2 separate regions of the Mus musculus genome follow, and region 2 is linked to region 1. Evidence: chromatin contacts called from public HiChIP or PLAC-seq data. All regions are on one chromosome and are shown on one strand. The core of a region is the stretch at or near the end of the contact, and the rest is flanking DNA. Distances in the headings are between cores, read along the strand shown.

Evidence for each region. HiChIP or PLAC-seq counts read pairs in DNA pulled down with a chosen protein or histone mark.
Region 2: a FOXA1 HiChIP or PLAC-seq map of pancreatic cancer cells shows a contact between it and region 1. The contact joins two enhancer-like sites. A contact is called at or near these places in 2 of 39 promoter capture datasets (the C10 cell line and liver), 5 of 115 datasets of contacts at active chromatin or transcription factors (embryonic stem cells, memory CD8 T cells, microglia and 1 more) and 2 of 9 other capture datasets (adipose tissue and pancreatic islet).

What each region holds. Positions count from the first base shown.
Region 1 is chr4:128,979,752-128,982,697 of GRCm38.p6, reverse strand. No RefSeq gene overlaps it. Among named protein-coding and RNA genes, the nearest start is that of Ak2, 12 kb to the left of the region's middle. Within about 2 kb of position 1,362, at least 147 of the 459 cell types and tissues checked have an H3K27ac peak or open chromatin away from gene starts, as enhancers often do. A contact at or near this core is called in pancreatic cancer cells, where this site is marked.
Region 2 is chr4:129,203,017-129,206,379 of GRCm38.p6, reverse strand. It overlaps Yars (tyrosyl-tRNA synthetase), which reads right to left. Exons shown (of 13, transcript NM_134151.5): 5 at 171-251. Among named protein-coding and RNA genes, the nearest start is that of Yars, 15 kb to the right of the region's middle. Within about 2 kb of position 1,574, at least 34 of the 459 cell types and tissues checked have an H3K27ac peak or open chromatin away from gene starts, as enhancers often do. A contact at or near this core is called in pancreatic cancer cells, where this site is marked.

The sequences.
Region 1 (2,946 bases), core at 113-2,612:
GGACCTTCAGAAGAGCCGTCAGTGCTCTTAACAACTGAGCCATCTCTCCAGCCCCCATAGTTTAATTTTACCAAGTCATTCTTTATCGAGTGTTTGTACCAAGCTCAGTCCACTGCATATGATGTCACTGAGTCATCTGCATCATCAGCCCTGATGTCCTGTTTCCCTGCCCTGTTGCTTCTATAAAATGCAAATGCAAGGTAGGAGCGAACAGGTTCATTCTAGCTCCCACCTCGGGGTTACAGCCCATGTCAGCAGGAAAGTACGCATCACAGCACAGTGTAGAGCAGAGCGGACATGGTTACTCTTATATATATATAGTTCAGGACCCAACCCTAGGTAATGGCGCCGCCCACAGGGGTCTGGCTCCTCCCACATCAATGAATGTAAACGTGATAATTCCCCACAGGCCAACCTGATCCATACAGTCTCTCACTGAGATTCTCTTGGATGGTTGACAAGGAGAACCAACCTTCACAGTCGTGCTTTATCCTGTTATGCACGGGGAAACTGAGGCTCAGTGTGGCTAAGTGGCTTGTTTAAGTCACATCGCTAGTGGGATCTGTGACCATTTATTTTTTATTTTATTCTTTTGTGGTAGCCAGTTCCATTTTTTTTCCACAAACATTTGTTGTTTTCCCGGGAGGACAATCCCGTACTTCGTTTCTGTTGGACTCTGGGGAGGGCACGTGACTTACTTTGGCCAATGGAATGCGAGCAGGGAGAGCTGCCTTATGTAAGGCTTCAGATCAGAAACTACTGGGAAGGATTGCTGTGTTTCCTTTTCCCTCCCTCTGTAGACACAGAAACGCCGCGAACCGAAGAGAAACCACGGTGAGCAGATGCTCTGCATCCAAGCACATGACCATAAATTCACTCTTTATGGTCAAAGCAGGGGTTCTATTTTGTTGTTTTAGGCTACTGAAAAATTCCCAGTTGCTGTTCCTGTTTGACACAGGTCCTATGCTTAGTCTGGCCTGGAACTTGTTACGTGGCTAAGGATGACCTTGAACTCCTGATCTTCCTGTCTCCATCTTCCAAATGCTGGCGTCGCTGGTGTGCACCACCACACTCGGTCCCTCTGTTACTATAGCAAAACACAATCTGCCCTAACCAAATCTCTCTCGCTGGGGATGGAATAACCAGGACAGGATGCCCTTGCCCAGTGGTCAGGATCCCCTTGCCTTGGTCACTTGAGTGCAGACATGCATTTCCAAAAGCTTTGCAGACTTTGGGCTCCGGTTGCCACCACAGACCAACTGGCTTTCACCTGGCAGGCAGAGGCTTCCTTTTGTGCCGCCAGGCCTGGTGGGTCTTTCCGATTTGTGTAACAGATTTCCTGTTCTTTTGTCACGCAGACCACAGCAATGGGAGATGTGGTTTTCTCAAGAACTGACTAAGCTCAGGCCACCTGAACAATTAGGCCATTCACTACCATTCTGAGGTCATTGTGGCCAAACTTGTAGTTCTATAAAAAGCTGCCAGCCTTCACACACACACACACACACACACACACACACACACACACATGTAACCAAAATAAAACCAAACAGTCTTATGCTACTAGCAGCAACTGTTACACAAAGGATAATTTAATGACACTTGGCAAAGCCAACTTTGTTCAGAACCACTTTGAGAGGGAAAGGGACCTGACCAACGCGGGGGAGTGTCACAGGGTTGGGGGTGGGGTGAATAAGAGGTTAGGCTCAGGGCTGGAGAGATGGCTCAGCAATTAAGAGCACTGACTGCTCTTCCGGAGGTCCTGAGTTCAAATCCCAGCAACCACATGGTGACTCACAACCATCTGTAACAAGACCTGATTCCCTCTTCTGGTGTCTGAAGACAGCTACAGTGTGCTTATATATAATAAATAAAATAAATAAATCTTAAAAAAAAAGATTAGGCTCTAATCTCTAATCTAATCTCTAAGGTGCACAGAAGCACAATGGGGCTGGTGGGTGGAAAATTACCAAGAGGAAACCTCTGGGGTGAGGGGTATTCCTTCTATATGACTGAACAGGATTCTTGTTGAAAAATAGTCCAGGAGGACCAGACGTTGGGGTCGTGGAGGAAGAGGAACTGATCAAGGACAGCCAGAACTCCGGGATGAGGAAGTTCTTACTGATTTACGGTTCTTTGCTGAAACTGGCTTTTCCAGCGAAGTTCTCAGATGGACCTAGCAGAAGTTACAGAACCTTGACTATGCTTGAGCCAAGCAAAGGCTCCTGTCACAACACACACACACTCAGCAGGGGAGATTCTGCTCCGGTAACACAGCCTAGGAGGAAACCCTTGTGGAGAGCACCAGGGGGTGACGGGAAGGCGTTGAGGGAGACCTGGGGACAGTGGGTGGGAAGAACTCTAAGCACTGGGAGGAAGGAGTGTTGTGGTTCCTGAGACCAGAATTCACTTGAAGCTGGTGAACAGGGGAGCTTAGACCTTGCGATTAATGACGTGTCCGCTCGTTCATTTCATGTATTCAATTGTTTGATGGCTACTTATCGTATTGGCATAGTTTTTGATACAGGGTCTCATTGTATAGCCCAGGTTAGCCTAGGCTAACTCACTAAGCAAGTCTCAAACTCACAACCCTCCTCCAGCCTTCTGGGTGCTGGGATGACAGAAGTGCACCATGGCTTCCCGAGCAAGCAGGTTCTTTTCTTTCTTAAAAGATATTTAAAAGGTTTATGTCTATTTATGTGTATGCGTGTATGCCACATGAGTGAAGTGCCCTCAGAAGCTAGCAGGGAATCCCTCAGGGTTTACAGGTGATCCTGAGCTACCCTGTGTGGGTGCTGGGACCTGAACCACGCCCTCTGGAAGAACAGCAAATGCTCTTGACCCCTGAACCACCACTCCAGAACCTTTTGTTATTATTACTTTAAAATTTTTATTTAGGTTTATTTATCTGCGTGTGTGAGTTTGTGTGTGTACATGCATGTACCT
Region 2 (3,363 bases), core at 325-2,824, 220 kb before region 1:
GAGGCAGACAGAGTGGGCTCAGCCACACCTGGTTAGCATGGACATTGTTTTCTCATCTGCAGAGCAAGGACAGCCACCATCCAGCGCACTGAGGACCAGTGTGACCATACTATAGTTGAGTCAATGTCAGCTGTACACCTCAGAGGTGTGAATGAGGAGTGGACACTCACCTTCTCTGCAAAGGTAAAAATCTTCCTCTGATCAACACCGCCGAACTGGGCGTCTACTTTTAAGTACTCTTCATCCAAAGCCTGTGGGAAGAAACACAGGGTGTGAACACCTATGGTCTTGGTCCCCCATGGGTCTGAGCCACAAAATTTTGAATCACATGAGTTCTCATAGGGTGGAGCCAGGAGAGAAACAAGCAACACAGAGCCTCCCTGGTGGCTCAGAAACAGCTGTGGAGTTCATGTGCGATCATTACTGCACATGGAGTAGGCTCTGCTTTCAGGATGCTCAGAGTCTAATTCAGTGCGGGAGGAAGTGATGTCGAAGGTCTCCCACTGAATAAGGCATGTCACATTGAAGATGCCATGGAGCAGTGACTCCTGCCAGCCTGCCAGCCAGCCAGTCACTATGAGTACTTGGGAGGTAGAAGCAGGAGGTTTTACTGAGGTCATGAGTTCAAGACCAACCTGGACAACACAATAAGACACTCTAGGGAAAAAAAGGCCCTCAAAGTTGGGTGTGTGTGTAGTAAGCACATATGCTTACCTTGCATAAGGTCCCGGGTTCAGTCATGGACACCAAACCCCCAATAAAAATGCTTATGACTACTTAGCTAAGAGTTTGTAAAGCAGGTTCTTTACCCAGGAGGCCCAGAGCTCTTCTGCAATGTACAAGAACTGATTCTCTCTTTTCACTACGTGGGTCTTAGGAGATGGAAGTCAGGGCAGCAGGCTAGGTGGCAAGTGCCTTAACTGTCCAAGCCATCTTGCTGGCTGAGATTCAGGTCTTTTCTATTGCTTTGTTTTTTTTTTTTTTTTTTTTGGTTTTATGAGACAGGGTTTCTCTGTGTATCCCTGGCTGTCCTGGAACTCACTCTGTAGACCAGGCTGGCCTCGAACTCAGAAATCCACCTGCCTCTGCCTCCCAAGTGCTAGGATTAAAGGCGTACGCCACCACGCCCGGCTTATTGCTTTGTTTTTTAATAGTTTCCTTGATACTTTGGAGGCATGGGGAGGGCAATACTGAACTGCACATAGCGCTCATGCCTATAATTCCAGCAATTGAGAGGCTGGAACAGAGACTGCTATGAGGTTTAGAGCAATCTATTGCTATACAGTGAGCTGCAGACCAATTGCCCCCATTTCCCCAATACCAAAACCGAAATAAAACAAAACCCCAAAAACCAAACCAGTAAACTAGGAGCACTAACTGAACACTTGCCAGGCCTGGTGCCAGCCCTGTGGATTCAGGGATGAATCAGACCCGCTTCCTCCCTGCAAGCTCAATTATCTACTTGGGGAGAGACACGCAAACAGATCATTTCAGCCCAGCATTTAAGGGCTGACTACATGCTCATGTTAGGAACCGGGCCAATACCCGTAGTCTAGTCAGCTGGGTGTGGGAAAGTCTTCCTAGAACCAGACTGTGGGTTGGACTTGAGGTTTTCGACTACAAACAGGAGACAGAGTGAGAAGGCAGAGAGTGTGAAGTGTTTAGGAAACGTAAGTGACTCAGTCAGGAGAAGCCGACTTCCAGCGACGTGGTGCTGCTGAGTGGAGAGGTTAGGCAAGGAGGCGAGGGCCAGGTCTGATGGTTGTGACTGACTGCAGCCTCAGTCCTGCCAAGGCAGAAGCAGGCAGATTCCCATGAGTTCAAGGCCAGCCTACTCTACTTAGTGGGTTCTAATCCAGAGAGAGCTACAAAGACTGTCTCAAAAATTAAAGTAGCTGGAGGAGGTGGTATACACCTTTAATTCTAGCACCGAGGGCAGAGGTAGGAATTCAAAGCCAGCCCCCTTCACATAATGAGTTCTAGTCCAGTCAAGGCCATAAAGTGAGAACTTGTCCAAAATAAATAAATAAATAATAAAAAGAAAAAAAGTTGGGCCAGGCAGTGGTGGCGCATGCCTTTAATCCCAGCACTTGGGAGGCAGAAGCAGGTGGATTTCTGAGTTCGAGGCCAGCCTGGTCTACAGAGTGAGATCCAGGACAGCCAGGGCTACACAGAGAAACCCTGTCTCAATAAAACCAAAAAAAAAAAAAAAAAAGAAAAGTTGGTAAGACCATGAGTGTCATATTAGTACTGCCTGAATGCCTTAGTTAGTACTACCTTACCACTGGACAGTTTTAAGGAAACATGTGACCAGCACTGAAGAAAGATACCAGTTACAGACAGAGCAGGGCACGGACTGGAGGCCTGTGTAGGCTAGAGACAGAGAGGCTTACAACAGCACTAACAGGCTGTTGTAAGAGTCTAGGTGAAAACACCCATGACCCAAAGCAACGGAGATGTGGAACAAGAACAAGTTCAAGAGGCTGGAAGATGGCTCAGCGGTTAGGAGCACTGGCTACTCTTTCAGAAGACCCAGGTTCAATTCCCAGCATCCACACAATAGCTCACAAATGTCTGTAATTATAGTTCCAGGGGATCTGACACCCTTAAACAGACAATACACCAATGTACATAGAATAAAATAAATTAAAATCTTAAGGAAACAGTAACTAGTTTAAGAGCTGACAGTGTGTGTAAGTGTGCGTGCCCACATGTATGTGGAGACCAGGGATGGGTGTTGAGTGTTTCTGTTGCTCCCCACCAGAGGCAGTATCTCTCACTGAATTTGGAGCTCACTAACTTGGCTAGTCTTGTTAGTTAGGGATGGACCAGCCTGTCTCTATCGTTAGATTAGAAGTTATCTTATTACAAGGTCAAAACAAATTCATTGCAGTTTTCTGTAGGTTTTGACCCATTTTTTGAAATTTGACATGTTCCACACCCCATACTCTGACCTCAACTTTGACCTGCTAATTAATTGTGAGATGTTCTACCAAGTTCCTATGTAACCAAAACCCTTGGGAGACCCCTGGCCTTCTAGTTTGGAGCCATAAGAACCCCATTCCTCGAGGCTGGAGAGATGGCTCAGCAAGCAGTTAAGAGCACTGACTGCTCTTCCAGAGGTCCTGAGTTCAATTCCCAGCAACCACATGGTGGCTCACAACCATCTAATGCTCTCTTCTGGTGTGTGTGTGAAGGCAGCTACAGTGCACTCACATTAAATAAGTAAATAAATAAATCTTAAAAAAAAAAAAGGTGTGTATTACCACACCCAGTTAAGCTTAAAAACAAACAAACAAACAACAACAACAACAAAACCCAAAAAACAAAACCAAAAACCATTCCTCCTGCAGGGGCTCTTCT